Regions from separate parts of the Danio rerio genome. Here region 1 is linked to region 2. The links are chromatin contacts, called in public Micro-C maps. All regions are on one chromosome and are shown on one strand. Each heading gives the region's core, a stretch centred on a gene start, on an enhancer-like site or on the middle of the called end of the contact. The rest is flanking DNA. Distances are from core to core; before and after follow the strand shown. Region 1 holds the start of exoc1 (exocyst complex component 1). Region 2 holds the start of aasdh (aminoadipate-semialdehyde dehydrogenase).

Region 1 (5,430 bases), core at 2,533-5,032, 240 kb before region 2:
ATTATTGTTATTATTATTATTATTATTAGTAGTAGTAGTAGTAGTAGTATTAATATTATTATTATTAGTAATAGTATAATTATTTATAATAATAATAATAATAATAATAATCTTCTTATTCTTAACAATAATAATAATAGTATTAAAAGTAATAATGACTTGAATAATCAATTTATTTGAAACTATATACATTACATTTAATAAATGCTGCCTTGAGGAACAATGATAAAAAAAGAAAAAATAGACCCCAAACTTTTGACCAGTAGTGTGTATAAATACAGTAGAAGTCAGAATTATTAAACATGTTTATTTTTTCCCCAAATTTCTGTTTAACAGAGAGATTTCTTTAACACGTTTCTAAACATAATAGTTTTAATAACTCATTTCTAAATAATTTCTGATTTATTTTATCTTTGCCATGATGACAGTAAATAATATTGTACTATATATATATATATATATATATATATATATATATATATATATATATATATATATATATATATATATATATATATATATATATAATTAATCTGTTTATTAAACTAACATAACAAAGCAATTTTACAGAGAAATTTAAGCAAATATTATTCCCACCTCTACCCTCTACTATATTTTTCAAGACACAGGTGACGAAGGCTTAACTAGATTAATTAGGTTAACTAGGCAGGTTAGGGTAATTAGGCAAATCATTGTATATTGATGGTTTGTTTTGTAGACTATCGAAAAAAATATCGCTTAAAGGGGCTAATAATTTTGACCTTAAAATGGTGTTAAAAAATTAAAAACTGCCTTTATTCTAGCCGAAATAAAACAAATAAGACTTTCTCAACAAGAAAAAAATACTATCAGACACACTGTGAAAATTCCCTTGCTCTGTTAAACATCATTTGGGAAATATTTAAAAAGAAAAAAATTAAAGGGGGGCTAATAATTCTGACTTCTACTGTTTATGCATAAATCTAGTTATACATAATTTTTTTTAGCAAGAACAACCAATATGTATCTGTAGTTTAATAATAGATTTAAATAACTTGATCACAATGTGTCATTGTATTTTTTATTACTCTTGAGCATAACTTAAAATGCACAAAATAAAAACTGTAAATTGACCACATGGTTAATGAACTTGAAACTCTGCTTATGTAAATAACCTTGAAGTTGGAGCACATGCTAACTTTGCACTGTCATTTAATTAGGTTCAATTTATTGGCCTAGTAAGTGTGTGTTCAGCAGCCCTCGGCAGACAGCTTAAGACTTTGAACATCATGATAATGCACAATGGACAACAATATGTACCTTAACAGAGTATAAGCTTTTGTGAAGCAAGAGCACAAAGTACGTCACTCAAGTGTTAGAGGCAATTTTTTTTCATCGTATCCTGTATTAACATTTACAACATGTATTTATCAGTTGTATCACAATCTATATTGTTGTATAATTTCTAGTATACTAGTATAAAGTTTTTCTTTAAAATAATTTCAACTAAAGTTAAAGAGATAGTTTAAACCCACAACTGGAAATTCTGTCATCATTTAATCAACCTTCACTTCACACAAATTAAGATGTGTTAAAGAAAGCTATAAACCTGTAACTGCTGACTTCCATGGTATAGGAGTCAATGGTTAAAAGTACATAAAAGTTTTGGGTGATCTATCCCTTTAAATTGTGTATATATTTTATCCATTGCTTCTAAATTCACTGACTGTTATTCATGAAGTAATTGAAACAACCACTGATGTGTTTTCTCAACATAAGTCAGTAATATATTAATATAAGTAAAAGTTGAGCCTTACCTGTAATAGTAGTAAAGTGTGATGGAGATGTCATAGTGAGAGCTGGAGGATTGATGTACTTTGCTTTCACTCCTTCTTTAACCAGTTTGTCCAGATTTGGAGTGTCCACATCTTGGTCATAATCCCACCTGAAACCATCGAATGAGATCAGCAACAGCTTATTATATGTCCTCCTTTCTGACAGAGGTTTACCGTTCACACTCAGAAATAAAGCCAACACCAGCACAAGTTCTGACTTCATCTTGAGAGACTTAAGCAGAGTGAATATCAGCAAAAGCTGATCTTGGTTTTATAAGCTTTATCAGCAGACTGATAAGACAACATATGGATTTTCTGTAGTTCTCTTTTAATTTATTGTCAAACAATCACTGAAGGAACAAATCATGTTAAAGTTGTAAATCAAGTCTAAAATATGCTGTAAAGGTTTTATTTAATTGATTTACCTTTACTAATAAAAAGACAATCTAGTCTCCGCTGTCATATTTTGCAATATTTTATTCTAATTGGGCGTAAGAGGCTTTATCTTGAGAGATAGGGATGAAGCTGATATGGAGGGTAAATTTAGAGATCTGAAATATTGTTGATAATCTGATCTTAATCTTTATATGTACCAAGATATATTGAATTCAAATCATTGTCACGTATATTAAGGCATTTACATTTGTTGTATTTTGATAATGCACAACATTGCCATTCAGTTTGTAATATTTAATTATATATTTATTTTTTTTAAAACTTAAAAAGTTGTCGACAGTCAATAAAATAAACAATGCAAATAAATTGTCTCAGTTGATTTTATTACTTGTTTGTCCTGCTTTAATAAACCTTTTTCTTCTACTATTTTGATGTTTAACGGCGGTTGGCATCCATCTTCAATGGTGCATTACTCTTCTGTACTTGAGTGTGGACAAGATTTGGACAGAAATAACAACTGCTCCCTATTACTTCATAGGCTAACCAGACATTCCTCTTTCTCTCTTTAATATATATATATATATATATATATATATATATATATATATATATATATATATATATATATATATATATATATATATAGTATTTTTTCTAATATATCCTTGAGAGCACCCTTGAACTATGGAGTTATTTTTGTTTCTTTATTATTCAATCAAAATATTTAATTTTAGGGGGAAAAGTAACTACATCAGTAATTAAAAAAATAAAAGATTGCAAAAAAAAGTATTTAAAAACTTATGTAAATGCTAATAAAATATTTTAAAGTGCAAAAAATAAACTGTTGTCCTATTATGCAATTGTCATTGGACAAGTTTATTTTGCTCACTGTTTCTGCTGTCATTTATTGCACATCAAGAATCTTTGAAAAGTCTTATACCCCCATTTTCCTTAATTTATTTTAAATAAACTTTACGTCATACGTCATGACTTGAGGCCTCTTTGTTGAGAACCATAGTTTTAACGTAATGGGGTCGAATGGGGTATATGCACTCGAACTTTTAATTTTCAGCCAATTAATTTTAATTTTTTCGGTGAACTGTCTTTCCATTACAAAATCGCCACGTTTAAGATCCGTTTTCTTTTTAAAAAAAAATCAGTGATCTTCACTGCCTGTTAGTAATACGATTTGAAGTGGGTCTCTGGACAGACAAGACGCACTGCATTAAATTCCATTTCCTCTTCCGCCATGCATTAAAAATATGAACATTTATTTTACCTCAGTATTTTGATTCGAGTTTCTGCGCTCGACTGCTTGTACAGACAGCACTACGTTAGCTGTTACACGGTCAGGGAAGTTATCATCGGGAAGTTATCATCTTGTTTTATTCTTGAACAACTAAATCAAAGTTTCAGTTTATTGAACAATGTATTCTAATAACATTACGATGTCGATGCTGTAAAAGGAACCTTATAAAATATAAATAGGAAGTTTACCGTTGGCTATAAAAAAAACACTTGACTTGTATTTTAAAGCCACTAACCGGAAGCCGGAAGTTAGTGTTTTTCCGCCCATTAGAGCTGTTGTGTTCACACTGCTCTCAGGGCTGGGTCCCTGACAGCTGATGTGATATTTTGGGGGACAAAGCTCTTATTTTAATCAAATACAAGTCAAACCTTTAGAGGAAACATTTTCGTGTCTCCAGTGGATGTAATAAAGGTAAGATTCGAACAGTCGTCGCAAGTCTCTTAGCTTCCGAAAAGGGCCCTGCGCTGTTTACTGCATCAGCTGACCCTATTATTGTTATGATCTTACGTTATACCTGTGTTATTATGACAATAAACCATATACTTTTGATCCCCTGATATCTTATTAAACGTAATTTAAACGTAGATGTTATAGTAATGTTAGTAACATTAATAACGTTAATTTTCTGCTGTATTTGATTGTATGGAATTTACCTTGTTAAAAACGTTGCACTGGTGTATTTACAGAAAGTTACGTTAACATTGTGTAGAATCCCCTCTTTATCTGTTTTGTATATTTTATTACAGCTTTGCGAATGAAAATGTTCAGCTTGCATTTCTAAAACCGAATTAATGTAATGTCATCTTAACTGCATTTCTGTAATGATTCGTCCTAGTTTGTTTTGCCTTTTTGTGTTATGAAGCATCCATTATGATATAATTATCGTCTCTCTCTCTGTGACCTTTTATTTATTGCAGTTTTTACTTTGACTACAAAAAACACACTTTTGAATAACTATCAGTGTATTTTAGTAACATGGACTGTGTCGAGAATGCTTATATATTCAGAGAAAACCTTGTCTGTTCATTTACATAAGCCAGTTGTGATTTAATTTCAGGACTAATCATGACTGCCATTAAACACGCCCTTCAGAGGGATATTTTCACTCCCAATGATGAGCGCCTGTTGAGCATCGTCAATGTTTGTAAAGCAGGGAAGAAGAAGAAGAATTGTTTTCTATGTGCCACCGGTAAAGCACTGACACACACCACAGATCCAAGTCAGAGCATGTCATCATGCATCCGTTTGTTTATTTGGTGTCTTTTTGTTGTTTTCAGTGACTACAGAGCGTCCAGTGCAGGTGAAGGTGGTCAAAGTGAAGAAGTCGGATAAAGGAGATTTCTATAAGAGACAGATGGCATGGGAACTACGAGACCTGACAGAGGTTGATGCTAAAGATGCCAATAAGGTGAGAGGTTACATGAGAATCATTATAAGTGTAGCGGAGGCCAGCTAGCAAAGAGCTGTGCAGGTAAACCTCACTCCTCTGACCTCAAAACGTGCTCTAGCAACAGACGCTAGAGGTCATGGTCTTTAGTCTCCTTGTTAGACAGGGTTCATACTGTCATGGAAAACCTGGTAAAGTCATGGAATTTTGACAGTTGGAAAAGTCATGGACAACACATATCTGTATACTTTAATATAGGTTCGTTGTCTTTACTTCTTTTCTGTCCTTGGTTGATCAAATACTCTTACATTATTAGTGCAGTTTCAGCTTAAATAAATTTTACATAGACATAAATGTAAATTGGGTGTCATGGCGATGCCGTGGGTAGCACTATCGCCTCGGCTGGGTCAGTTGGCATCTCTGTGTGGAGTTTGCATGTTCTCCCTGTGTTCATGTGGGTTTCCTCGGGGTGCTCCGGTTTCCCCCACAAGTCCAAAGACATGCGCTATAGGTGAATTGGGTTA
Region 2 (5,395 bases), core at 1,474-3,973:
GAGAGTAAAATAAATAGCTAAACAAATACATAAAAATGCTAACTTTTTTTTGTATTACCAGTTTGTTAAAATGTTATGTTTAAATAAGCAAATGGGGCATTTTTTCATAAAATGTGCACATTTTTGGCCCCTGAGAACACTCCTCTCAACATATAAAAAATCTCCCTCTCTAAAAAATGTTTGTACAATATAAAGGCTGGAGTGTTTTATGGTTTATGGTTTAGTTCCAGAGGAAAAAAAATTGCGGAAAAAGGTCTTTAAAAAAATGTATTGTAACTGACATTGACAGAACGATTTAGAAAAGAAAGGTTTTCTTAACATCAGACACTGTTTGAAATGCCCAAAACCTAAATACTGACAGATGAAAAGTCTGTACTTTTCCCTTCCTGTGAGACCTTGTAGTGTCTGATATTAAAGATGTATCAAGCATAGAATTTGTTTCATGGAAAAAAACAACAACATCTGAGTGGGTCTTTAAGCACTGGAGTGTGAAAATGAGTTTTGAGTGATGCAAAACATGTTAAACTAAAACACTGAAAACAAATTATTGGTGCAAGCAGATAAATGAGTGAATACCAAAAGAACACACTCATTATCATTGTAATCTGCATAATGCAAAAATTTCAGCTCATTACTTCTGCTAAAAATGTTGATTACAGGACCATCATCTCAACCTCGCAGCATGTGAACATTCATGAGAAAATCAAAATGAGAAACGAAGTTATTTGATTATTGAAATGTCTAATTAAAGACTCGGTGAGGAATAAAGTCACTTGCCTGTAAGACTGTTGTTGTGTTTCGTTTAAACAGCACATGAGCGAGTCTGCGTGGCATCTTTTTAACAGCAGAGGGCACAATTAGGAGACACGCTCCTGAGGAAAGGGCCAAAAACACCTCCACCACAGATGGGTCAAAGGTTAATGGAGACGACAGGAACACGACGTCTTCTGGAGTCATCTTAAAGACAGAGCTGTTGAGAAGTAAAAAAAAAGAAGTAAATTAAAAATGACTTCTGCTATCTCACAATATTAATTTGAAAAGAACAGTCGAGGCGACAGTGCTCGACGACTGAGCCACCACGCTGCTCTACTTTAGCTTTATTTCAAATGTTTTCAATACTTTTATTCATTACTGTAATTGTTTTACTATATATAATCAAGAAGTATTCTAAAAATGCTTGAAATAGGACTGTTACACCAAATATTTTCAACTTAAGTGTCACGTCAATGTAAAAGGACTTCTTCAATAATAAATAAAATTGGACAATGATTAGCTTAGCCAGACGCTGCATTCCAAACAGGATATTTCAGCTGCTCAGATGGGCACTTTGGAGTGAAAAAATATCATGGCCACCATATTTAAGTGTCATTCCAAGCAGAAGTGGTCAAAGCTGGTCACTTCAAAGGGCTCTTTGGAATGAAGTATTTTAAAAGGTACAACTGATGGACACTTCGGGCCATGATTCTATGTGCAGGGAAGTTGATTGGTGTCACATACTGCATTTAATTTGGGAGGACTCCTCCCTATGCTCTAATAATCCCTTCAAATGTACTTCTCAAAGGAATTAGGGCTTTCTGAATAGAACCCAGCAAGAGTTTCACGGTCTAAACGTGAAACATTAGTCTGTTGTGTTTTCGGACACATTTTTATGGATAGTAGATTAGTGATTTAATACTGTTAAGTCAAATTTTAATGTATTTTTTTACAACCAGGTAAACAATTGAACACATTTGTTTAAAAAAAAAAACAAACAAACAACAAAAACACTGGATATTTACAATAGAATGCTGAATGCTGTGTTCTTACCGCAGGTGTATAATATTGGGCACAATACACCTGTGTGGGACCTTCACTATTTTAGGAAGGCCTGTTGTTCCGGATGTATGCAGAATATAAGCCAAAGGCTCCCCCTGCTGGATATTTTTGGTCACGGCAGAGCTGAAAGGCGCATCGTTCGCTTGACTGTTTTCCTTCTGCTCACTTTTTATTTTGATTAAAGTGAGTCTGTGTGAACAAAATGTTGCACATACTTCCACGGATATCAGGATAGAAAAGGCACTCTGGAATTGCTGTTGGTTACAAAATGTGCAGTTAATAACAACAATTAGAATTAATATAATATAATATAATATAATATAATATAATATAATATAATAAGCCCACATGAAGCAGCTCATTTTGTATCAAGCAGAAGCTCAATCTGCAGTTGTTGATCATTCTCAGGCTGCACTGAGGTGGTGATGCAGGATCCAGAGGTAAATATGCTGCAGGAAACTGCAGGATACTGTTTGAAGACACAATTTACAAATTATTAGCAAAAAAACTGTATTTTGATATTAACTAGCTACTAGAATAACCCATTCTAAGCAAGCATCGACACAGTGATTCGTACCCTATTATCCAGACAGGAAGAAGAACATCTGGATGGCAGAATAACCCTATTGCACCTTCATGATTCTGGACAGAGACGCGCAGTTGTGCAGTTAATTCATCTGACATGAAAATAAGTTCATCATATGTTAAAGAGACGCGCGCTGCGATGCTGCTGTCAAACGCGACAGCTCTTTTATCGCCGTGAGCGCGCGCCGCCTCGTGCACTAGCTCGTAAAGGAGTTTCGCTGTCATGTCTGAGCGAAAAATGTGTTAAATAATCATTTGATTAACTACATTGTACATTGCAATATACTAGTTCATGAGCGCCTGCAAACTAGTATACAGACGAGAGCGAATCGCTCGGTTGAGTCGAATGCTCGGTTAGAACAGGTTCACAGAGATTTAAATGAGTCGTTCACGAATTTAAACGAGTCTCCCTTAAATCGGTAAATCGCGGTAATCAATCTTTAAAATCATGGAACTGATTGCTACTTCTTGTCCACAATTTACTTTAAAAACATGAGTGACTTGAGTACACATTTTTTTAAATTCAGACCCGTTTTTAAATGAACCATTCAAACGAACCGATTCGCAAAGATGACTCTGACAAATCAGTTGATAAACTCGCGCTTTAAGATGACGTTTTTTGTGTCGCTTGAAAGAACGTCCAATCAGAGATCGAGATTTTCACTCGGGAAATTCGAAAGTTTAACCGAACCGCTGCGTCAAAGCATATATTGGTCAAATAAACTTGGCTTGTAGTAGAATTTATTTATGCAACATGCCTTTATATACAGATCAGTTCAAGAGAAATAACGATGTCTTCAGAAACACAATGGAAGCGATTTTTCAAAAGGTAAGCAGTTTTAATGCAAACGTGCGTTTAAGAGAGAGAGAGAGAGAGAGCCTGTATTGGCCTAACTTTACGTTTTATCTATTTAAAAACTCACATGAAGCACTGTACGTTTAATAATATTTTTATGTGCTTTCTAGTATTCCAATCTAAGCGATGCTGGAATAGACATCTGTCTGAAAACAATGACCTGCAGGACTGGAAGAGGTAGGCGAAAATGTTGAAACTAGTAACTGATGCTTTTACTGTTGTGCTAATTTATGTGACTCATTTTGTATGGTACATTCTTATAGGTCCTGTGCCCATTGACAGTGCAGAGGGAGAACGTGAGCTGGAAGCATTAAAGGTGCAAATCAAGCGAAATTATGTCCCAAGAAGATACATTCATAGACAGTTTCTAACATGTATATTTAGCTGATTTCTACTTTTCTGGATATGATGATGATGATGATGATGATGCTACTCAGTTGTTCAAAAAGACAGCATGATCTGGTCATTTTCTATGGGTGTTTATTTTTTGGCTTCTTACATTTACCATTTCTTTCAATACATTCAGACTCGAGTTAGAGCAGACTATTCAGTGAGGGGTAAGAAACCTTTTTTTTTTTTTGTATATTGGGTCATTTAAATAAGCTGTTTTGACAATAATGCCATTTTACGTTTAATCTCTTTATCCTTTATTTTGTAGAGTTTGAAGACCAGGAAAATGATAAGGTAGGTTGAAGAGAAATTATAGAATTTGGCTCTTATTTTGACTTGATTATGATTTAACTAGATTCAGGGGCCTTTAATTGATCTATCATTGATTGAGTCCATTTATATGTCTAATCCTCACAAATGCAACCAAACTTTGACTAGGATCATGACGACAGCTCATTGACTTCTAGAATGACACAAGCAATAACAAGAGTAAATAAATCGATATATCTTCGTATTGCTTCAGCTCTGCGTGAAGTATTTCTATGTAAACAAGCCTGTATTGTAAAGTTTCTTAACTTCTGTTTTGATACTTCACCATTTTCAGATGGACATGTCAGGGGTCACCGAGGATGATCTTAACGGCTCTGGTCAACAGGAAGACAGCAAAAATCTATGTAAGAAATGAGTGTGTGTGTGTGTGTGTGTGTGTGTGTGTGTGTGTGTGTGTATATATATATATATATATATATATATATATATATATATATATATATATATATATATATATATATATATAATTTTATTTTATTTTTTTTAAATAATACTGCTACACTTAAGTAATAAATGTAAGTAAGAAAACACATCTGCAATTTTGAAGTTTACTTCTGTGATCATCATCTAGGGCACGGAGCTGAATCATTCCAGCAATCAGTGAATTTAAACACCACATCTCCTGGGTCTTTGTGGAGTGAGTTATCTTTGCCTAAGGAAGAGGATGAGGAACTGGAGAAATCTTTGAGCAGCAATGGCAGCACTCTTTTGGATGTCTATCCCAGCATGCTTAACCAGATTGGTGAAGCATACCGGCGCCAACACTTGACTGATACGGCGAGATCTGTGGTACAGAAGTATCGCCGCAATCACTGGCAAACTGGTCCAACACAGCGCAACACATCCTTCAAAAACAGACACGGCTGCACATTAAACAAAACAACAGATATCTCATTCTCCAATCAAATTCAAAGTCCAGCACAAAGAAACATCGGTAACTGTTTCAAGGGTAGTCCAAAACTACAAAATCTACTCAAGAACAAACTAAAGTCTTCTCCACTCAATATATCCTACGAGTCCAGTGCCTGTTTTTACTCACCCAGAAGGAACAGCGTAGATGTGAGCGGTGTGACGGATCAGTCTGCATGGATTGATGTAGCTTTAACCAGGAAGCCGGAGCAGAATCCTGCTCGTGTGATTGACTTCTCAACACCTTCATATTCTGGTTCCCCTTCACATAGTGACAAATCTCCAGATCTGGACCAGACCTATGATGTTGAACCAACATCTCCTGCTGTTCCAACCTTATCGATCTTGACTTCTCCACAACAAAGCAGAGCAGGTCTGTCTATTACTGACCAGAGAGAAACATCAATAATCTCCCAACTCTCCTCATTGGACAAAGACTGTTTCAGGGACCGCCTACATCCTCCTGTTCCCTCGCCTCACCGTAGCTTCATTGGTGTCTTATCTCCAAAT

Evidence for each region. A called contact is a pair of places that touch in the nucleus more often than the background predicts.
Region 1: a contact with region 2 is called in a Micro-C map of caudal fin, with 5 times the contacts expected there. The contact joins the promoter of exoc1 here to the promoter of aasdh in region 2. A contact is called at or near these places in 2 of 18 Hi-C or Micro-C datasets (caudal fin and an unstated tissue).

Annotation. Positions count from the first base shown.
Region 1 is chr20:28,561,199-28,566,628 of GRCz12tu, reverse strand. exoc1 (exocyst complex component 1) reads left to right here and starts at 3,782. Exons shown (of 19, transcript NM_199597.1): 1 at 3,782-3,930; 2 at 4,577-4,708; 3 at 4,797-4,927. The coding sequence starts at 4,585. zgc:153896 reads right to left here and starts at 2,038. Exons shown (of 5, transcript NM_001045194.2): 1 at 1,797-2,038. The coding sequence starts at 2,037.
Region 2 is chr20:28,318,963-28,324,357 of GRCz12tu, reverse strand. aasdh (aminoadipate-semialdehyde dehydrogenase) reads right to left here and starts at 2,723. Exons shown (of 14, transcript NM_001423801.1): 1 at 2,393-2,723; 2 at 2,164-2,284; 3 at 1,807-2,069; 4 at 778-970. The coding sequence starts at 2,625. si:dkeyp-117h8.4 reads left to right here and starts at 3,063. Exons shown (of 10, transcript NM_001082878.1): 1 at 3,063-3,229; 2 at 3,367-3,433; 3 at 3,520-3,572; 4 at 3,783-3,813; 5 at 3,915-3,940; 6 at 4,251-4,320; 7 at 4,548-5,395. The coding sequence starts at 3,155.